2 separate regions of the Mus musculus genome follow, and region 1 is linked to region 2. The links are chromatin contacts, called in public HiChIP or PLAC-seq maps. All regions are on one chromosome and are shown on one strand. The core of a region is the stretch at or near the end of the contact, and the rest is flanking DNA. Distances in the headings are between cores, read along the strand shown.

Region 1 (2,700 bases), core at 159-2,658, 230 kb before region 2:
AGCCCTAGACTCCATCCAGAAGGGCCACAGGCCTCCTGTCTCATTGGCAACCAGGCTGCCTGCTCTCACGGCCAGACTCTGGAGCAGCTTCTGGGTTTGGAAGGGACCTGTGTGTGTTTTGGGGGTCGGTGAACGGAGCCCCATTGCAGCGATGTGCACGGAGAAGGCTGTCTCAGCCTGAAGTGTCCCACTGGGTATCTTGGACATAGCAGATTTTGTGTGTGTGTGTGTGTGTGTGTGTGTGAGCTATATTGGAATATCAGAGAAACTTCCTGGGCAGCATCTGGAGTCAGGTGGCCCTGGACACAGGAAGGTGGCCAGTGTGGGCACCAGCAGGGTCCCTTTAAACCATCTGCAGCAGTGCCCCCTCTGGGCCTGGCATGGGAGGAGTTAAGCCGCCGTGGGCACCTTGGCACCGTAGCTCTGACCAGAATGTCCGGCTCCCCACCCCCACAGCTTTTCTTCCTTTTTGCCTTTTTCCTTCTTAATTAATCATACGCTGCTGCCCAATTTAAATATGGAAATACCCAGGCTGAGGCTCTGCAATTATTCATGAAGCCAGGCCTGCTGTCCAGGCTCTTGGGCTGCGGGGAGCATCATGGCTTCGCCTTCTTTCTGTGAAATTATGTGCACAAAGGCAGCTCCTTATCTGGGTGTGTGAACTAAATAAATAAATAAGGGCTTTTGTTTGTTTGCGGGCTCCTGCACATGACTGTTTTGACTAAATCACTCGTGTTGTCTGCGCCTTTATGGGACTCAGGAGACAGGGAGTGGGATGTTGGGGGTGGGGGTGGGGGGTGGCGAGGGCTGGAGGGGGGTTGGCCGCCGGGCACCTGGGGCTCGCTCCCTCCCTTGGCACCAGCTTCACTCCAGCATCCCCCTACACACACTCCGCTGGAAAGTTCGCCCTGCCCGGGCTGGGCTCCCAGGCAGCCTGGCACAGTGCCAGGCTCGCCTCAGAGCGCGGGCAGCAGGGTGGGGCAAGCGGCAGAGGCACGGAGGACGTGGCTGGGCGCCCCGGGCACGAGCAGGACCCGAGGCCAGGGGCCAGGGGCCCAGAAGGTGAGGGCACTCCGGATGGGAGTAGGGTGAGCCATGGGGGTGGGCAGGCAGTGCAACCTGGTTGGGAACAGGCCTCATGGGAGACGCTGGCTGGCGGAAGAACCATGGCAGTACCAGGCCGTCAGCATGCAGCGTGTCTTGCCCTCCCCAAGCCGGAGGTTGCAGCCTGTGTGTGTGGGGGGAGCGTGAATGCGTGTGCATGGGGCCTCTTGAGGAGCAGCAGCCACGGAGTGGAGCCTCCGCTGCAGGGCCAGCCGCCTTAGCCCAGCCCAAGAAGGCCAAGCTAGGCAGGCGGGGCCCAGGGCTGTCAAGGAGAAAAACATCCCAAGGCCTGCAAATTGCTGCTCTCAGCTCCCCCCCCCCTTCTCCTGCTGGGGGTGAAAAAAAAAAAAGCAGTGCTTCCTCTAGAGGCGGATGCAAACGGATGCAGAATTTTAACCATCTCCTGCATCAACCAGGCCTTCCCCAAGCAAAGTTTGCTGGGAACTAGGCAGAGGCACTATGGGAACGGGGTTGTGGGGAACCCACATGCCTTTTCTGTGAGATACTGGGAAGCCAAAGGCTTCTTCAGCATCCCTTCCAGAGCCAGGGTCTGGAGCACCCGCTGAGGGTGTGGATTTGGGGGGCATACTGTCTGGTTCCTGCACAGGCCTGGTGCATCATGGGTGGTGGCAGGGTGCCAGTCATTGGCCCTGTTATTACCAGGCCTGGGCTTTGCTCTTGGGGTTGAAGGTGTTGACCAGCTCCTCTTGGAAATCGGATGGAAAGTCGGAGGTCTCAGTTCCCACTGACTTGGGCCCTCGCTGGGATACTGGGTGTTTCTCCTGGCTGATTTGTGTGTATTAAAAATCCTCTGGAATGCTTGCTGGTGGCTGGTGGGGGCCTCCCCCATTGTCTATCTAGGGAGAAAGGGAATAAGTTCTAGGGAACGGTGGTCAGAGGAAAGTGATACCTGACTGGCAAGCTATAGGGATTACAGCTGCAAGTGTCAGGAGCTCCCAGGGTGGCTTGGGTCCCTCGTTTTTTTTTTTTTTTTTTCATTTCAACTCCTTCTAAAATTAAAAGAAAAAAAATGGATATGAAATAATGAACGTGTAATATTGAGGCCAGCCTGTGTTATGTCCATCTCCGGTGCGTCCATAAAACAGAAAAAAAATTTTTTAATAGTTATGCAGGAAGGGCCCCAGGAGGGCAACAGAGATTGGATAAGAGAGCAAGTCTTGTCTTTCCTGGGTCTGATGGTCTGATGTCTAGTTCTAGGGGGTACTTTGGGGGACCATCTGGAGCCTCTATGAATCTGGCTTCTCCGGTGGTTGGCAGGACAGGTCATGGAGAGGAGCCTGGTGGCCGTGTGTGTGTGTGTTTGTGTGTGTGTGTGTGCATATGTACATGCTCCTGTGCACCCATGTTCCCCAATATTTGAAGGTATAAGTTGCAATCCTCAATACAGGAAAATGCCACATTGAGGCAAGAGGCAGTGTGGCCATGAGTGCCTGGTTCCCCTGAATCCTAAGAGAGGAGTCATTCTGGGCAGGGGGGTGGGGGGGAGTCCTAGTCTGTCTCCCTAAGAGAAAACAGTTGTCAAGTCTTCTTCCTGGATCCCGGGGCCCTCTCCTGGCCCAGCCCTATCCAGTAGAA
Region 2 (2,700 bases), core at 28-2,527:
CCTGAAGGAAAGTTAGAGACGGAATTTTGACAGGAACTGAAGCAGAGGCCATGGAGGAACACTGCTTACTGGCTTGCTCCGCATGGCTTGATTAGTTTGCCTTCTTTTACAACCCAAGATCACCTGCACTGGTGTGGCTCTCACATCAATCAACAAATCTCACAGACTTGTCTAAGGGCCAATCTAATGGAAGCATTTTCTCAATTGATGTCCCCCCACCCCTAGCTTGTGTCAAGTAGACAAAAATTCTAACATAGGTTTGTCTGGTTTCTGCTACTTTGTGGTTGGCCCTATCATAGGTTCTGGTAGGAAAAGTGAGATTTGCTATACTAAATGCCCATACCCAAGAAGGGAGGTCCTGGTCCTCAAGGCTAGAACACTCCACAGACATGACCCCCTGCCCTTTTGTCTCTCTCTCTCTCTCTCTCTCTCTCTCTCTCTCTCTCTCTCTCTCTCTCTCTTCTCTCTCTCTCTCTCTCTCTCTTTCTGTCCCAGGACTCGTATCTATTTTCTTCCAGCAGCCACTCAACATCTGTCATGTGCGAGGCCCCCCACAATCAATTCAGGAAGAGCCACAGCTCCAGCCTGAGGTCCCCAAAGCATCCACTCGTTAGAGCTGATCCCCGCAGAGTGCTCGTTCGTCCTCCAAGAATGGCCCACGAAACAAACACTCTTAAATCACAGGCACCAGGATGAACAGGTGCGACTCCAAACTCTCCCAGTCTTCCGTGGCCCATCCTTCCCAGCTACTGTCTGGGTCTGGTTAACTACGCTCCCATCCCCTACTCCAACCCGTTGACTGAGCTGCTAGCAAAGCCTTACTGAGCAACGGTCCACTATGCTTTGTCCTCCACTGGCTCTGCACCCGCCAGGCCCGCAAGCATCTAGAATCCAATGAGAACGTGTTGACAGCCCTGTCCCTCCAGCGGGTAAACAGGAGGAGCCAGCGGCCGACACAGCATCTCGACCTTGTGTGTGCCCAGGAACGCCTTTGAGACCTCAAGCCCGAGCGGAGGCTGTTCCTGGTGCAGCTGACCCAGGAGCGCCAGCTGAGCACAGAAGAAAACGTCGCAAGGGCAGCGAGTGGTGGCTAAGAAGCCGGACCCGACCAACTCATCGCTGGCCTATCTGGGACATGCTGCCACCTAGTGCTCCTCGGCCGATCCGCCGCGCGGAACCCAAAAGCCTGCAGAACACTGGGTGAGCGGAGCACGTTTCCCGCCGGGTGAAGAGTGAGGACGCCCCCCCCCCCCGTCCCCCCCGTCCCCCGGAGGCTGGGACTTCCGGCGTAGCTTGGACGCAGCCAGAAAGCTCGCGGTGTAGCCTGATGTCGGCGCTGCGGCACGTCGTGTGCGCCCTGTCTGGCGGTGTGGACAGCGCGGTGGCGGCGCTGCTGTTGCGGCGGAGAGGTGAGGCCAGGGTTCCTCACTGGGGACAGGAGCTTGGGCTCCTCCAGGTCTGAGGCCTGGCCTTTTGCAGACTCCGCGGGCCTCCAGGCGAGGACACCGCCAACTCTAATGACAAAATCACTCCAGTGTTCTCCTTCGTTGGATGACAAACTTCACTCCGAACAGCTACCAGTTCTTCCTGACTTGTAGATGTAGCCTCATGGGTCCTTAGGGTTCGGATCTGATTCCAACGACCGGTGTACATTCCTCCTGCTGTGTGGCCCCACCTTGTGTCAACCTCTCCGCATTCACCTTGGCGGCTTTTAATGGAGTCCCCCTCAGCCGTGGATCATCTTCCCCGGGGCACGCGGGGTGCAGAGGCGCGGGGCCAGGAGCCTGGGCTTGGGCAAGTTAACTAAGCACCCCCCAGTAAAAATGGGATGACCCGTAATATGGGATGACTGGAATGATTAAATGGCACAGTATGTATTGAAAGGGTTAGCTATACAATGTGAGATATATCGGAAAGCAGGAGCGATTCTTTTATAATCACAGCTGTTATGACAGAGTAAAAGAGCCACAGGATACAGGTGTGTACTATGGTGAGAAAGGAAGAGGGAAGCATTTCTCTACAAAGAACTGGCTGCAGTAACACAGGCAGGAGGCAGAGGAGAGAGTGCCGGCCAGAATAGGATATAGTGGGGTTAGTGAAGCTGACGGTATTAAGGAATTTGGGGTAATGTTGAGTAGGCAGTGTGAGTCTTTGAAGGTTTCCAATGAGAACTGTGTAACTAGATGCTTTGGGAAGTGGCAAAGGTTGGCATCATTCTTACAGATTTATCTTTTACTACTAAAGGGAGATCAACTGCTGCCTAGTTTTTATGTCACATTAAAACTATGTGACATGTTAGGGTCCTCTGGTAGGAGGGAACCTCAGCTGAGAAACTGTCATCACCCTGGCCTGTAGGCTAGTCAGTGGGGCCTTCTCTTAATAATTGGTGTAGGAAGCCTCGTTCCATTAGGAGTAATGCTATCTCTGGGCAGGTGGTCCTAGGTTTTATAAGAAAACAGGCTGAGCAGGCCAAAGAAACAAGCCCATAAGCAGTATTCTTTTATAACCTATGATTCAATTCTGCCTTCAGGTTCCTGACCTGAGTTCCTGCCCCAGCTTCCCCTGATGGTAGACTGTGACCTTTAGGGCCAAATAAATCCTTTCCTCTCCAAGATGCTGTTGATCGTGGTGTTTATCATAACAGTGGGAACCTAGCCAAAACAAAGGCTCTCTCCCCTCAGGCTGCTACATCTAACTTTT

Evidence for each region. HiChIP or PLAC-seq counts read pairs in DNA pulled down with a chosen protein or histone mark.
Region 1: a FOXA1 HiChIP or PLAC-seq map of pancreatic cancer cells shows a contact between it and region 2. The contact joins the enhancer-like site here to the promoter of Trmu in region 2. A contact is called at or near these places in 12 of 115 datasets of contacts at active chromatin or transcription factors (the 230-238 cell line, the SCID.adh cell line, bone marrow-derived dendritic cells and 9 more) and 3 of 9 other capture datasets (adipose tissue, liver and pancreatic islet).

What each region holds. Positions count from the first base shown.
Region 1 is chr15:85,652,598-85,655,297 of GRCm38.p6, forward strand. No RefSeq gene overlaps it. Among named protein-coding and RNA genes, the nearest start is that of D130051D11Rik, 19 kb to the left of the region's middle. Within about 2 kb of position 1,409, at least 330 of the 459 cell types and tissues checked have an H3K27ac peak or open chromatin away from gene starts, as enhancers often do. A contact at or near this core is called in the SCID.adh cell line, adipose tissue, bone marrow-derived dendritic cells and 9 more, where this site is marked.
Region 2 is chr15:85,878,050-85,880,749 of GRCm38.p6, forward strand. Trmu (tRNA 5-methylaminomethyl-2-thiouridylate methyltransferase) reads left to right here and starts at 1,278. Exons shown (of 11, transcript NM_028063.2): 1 at 1,278-1,409. The coding sequence starts at 1,328.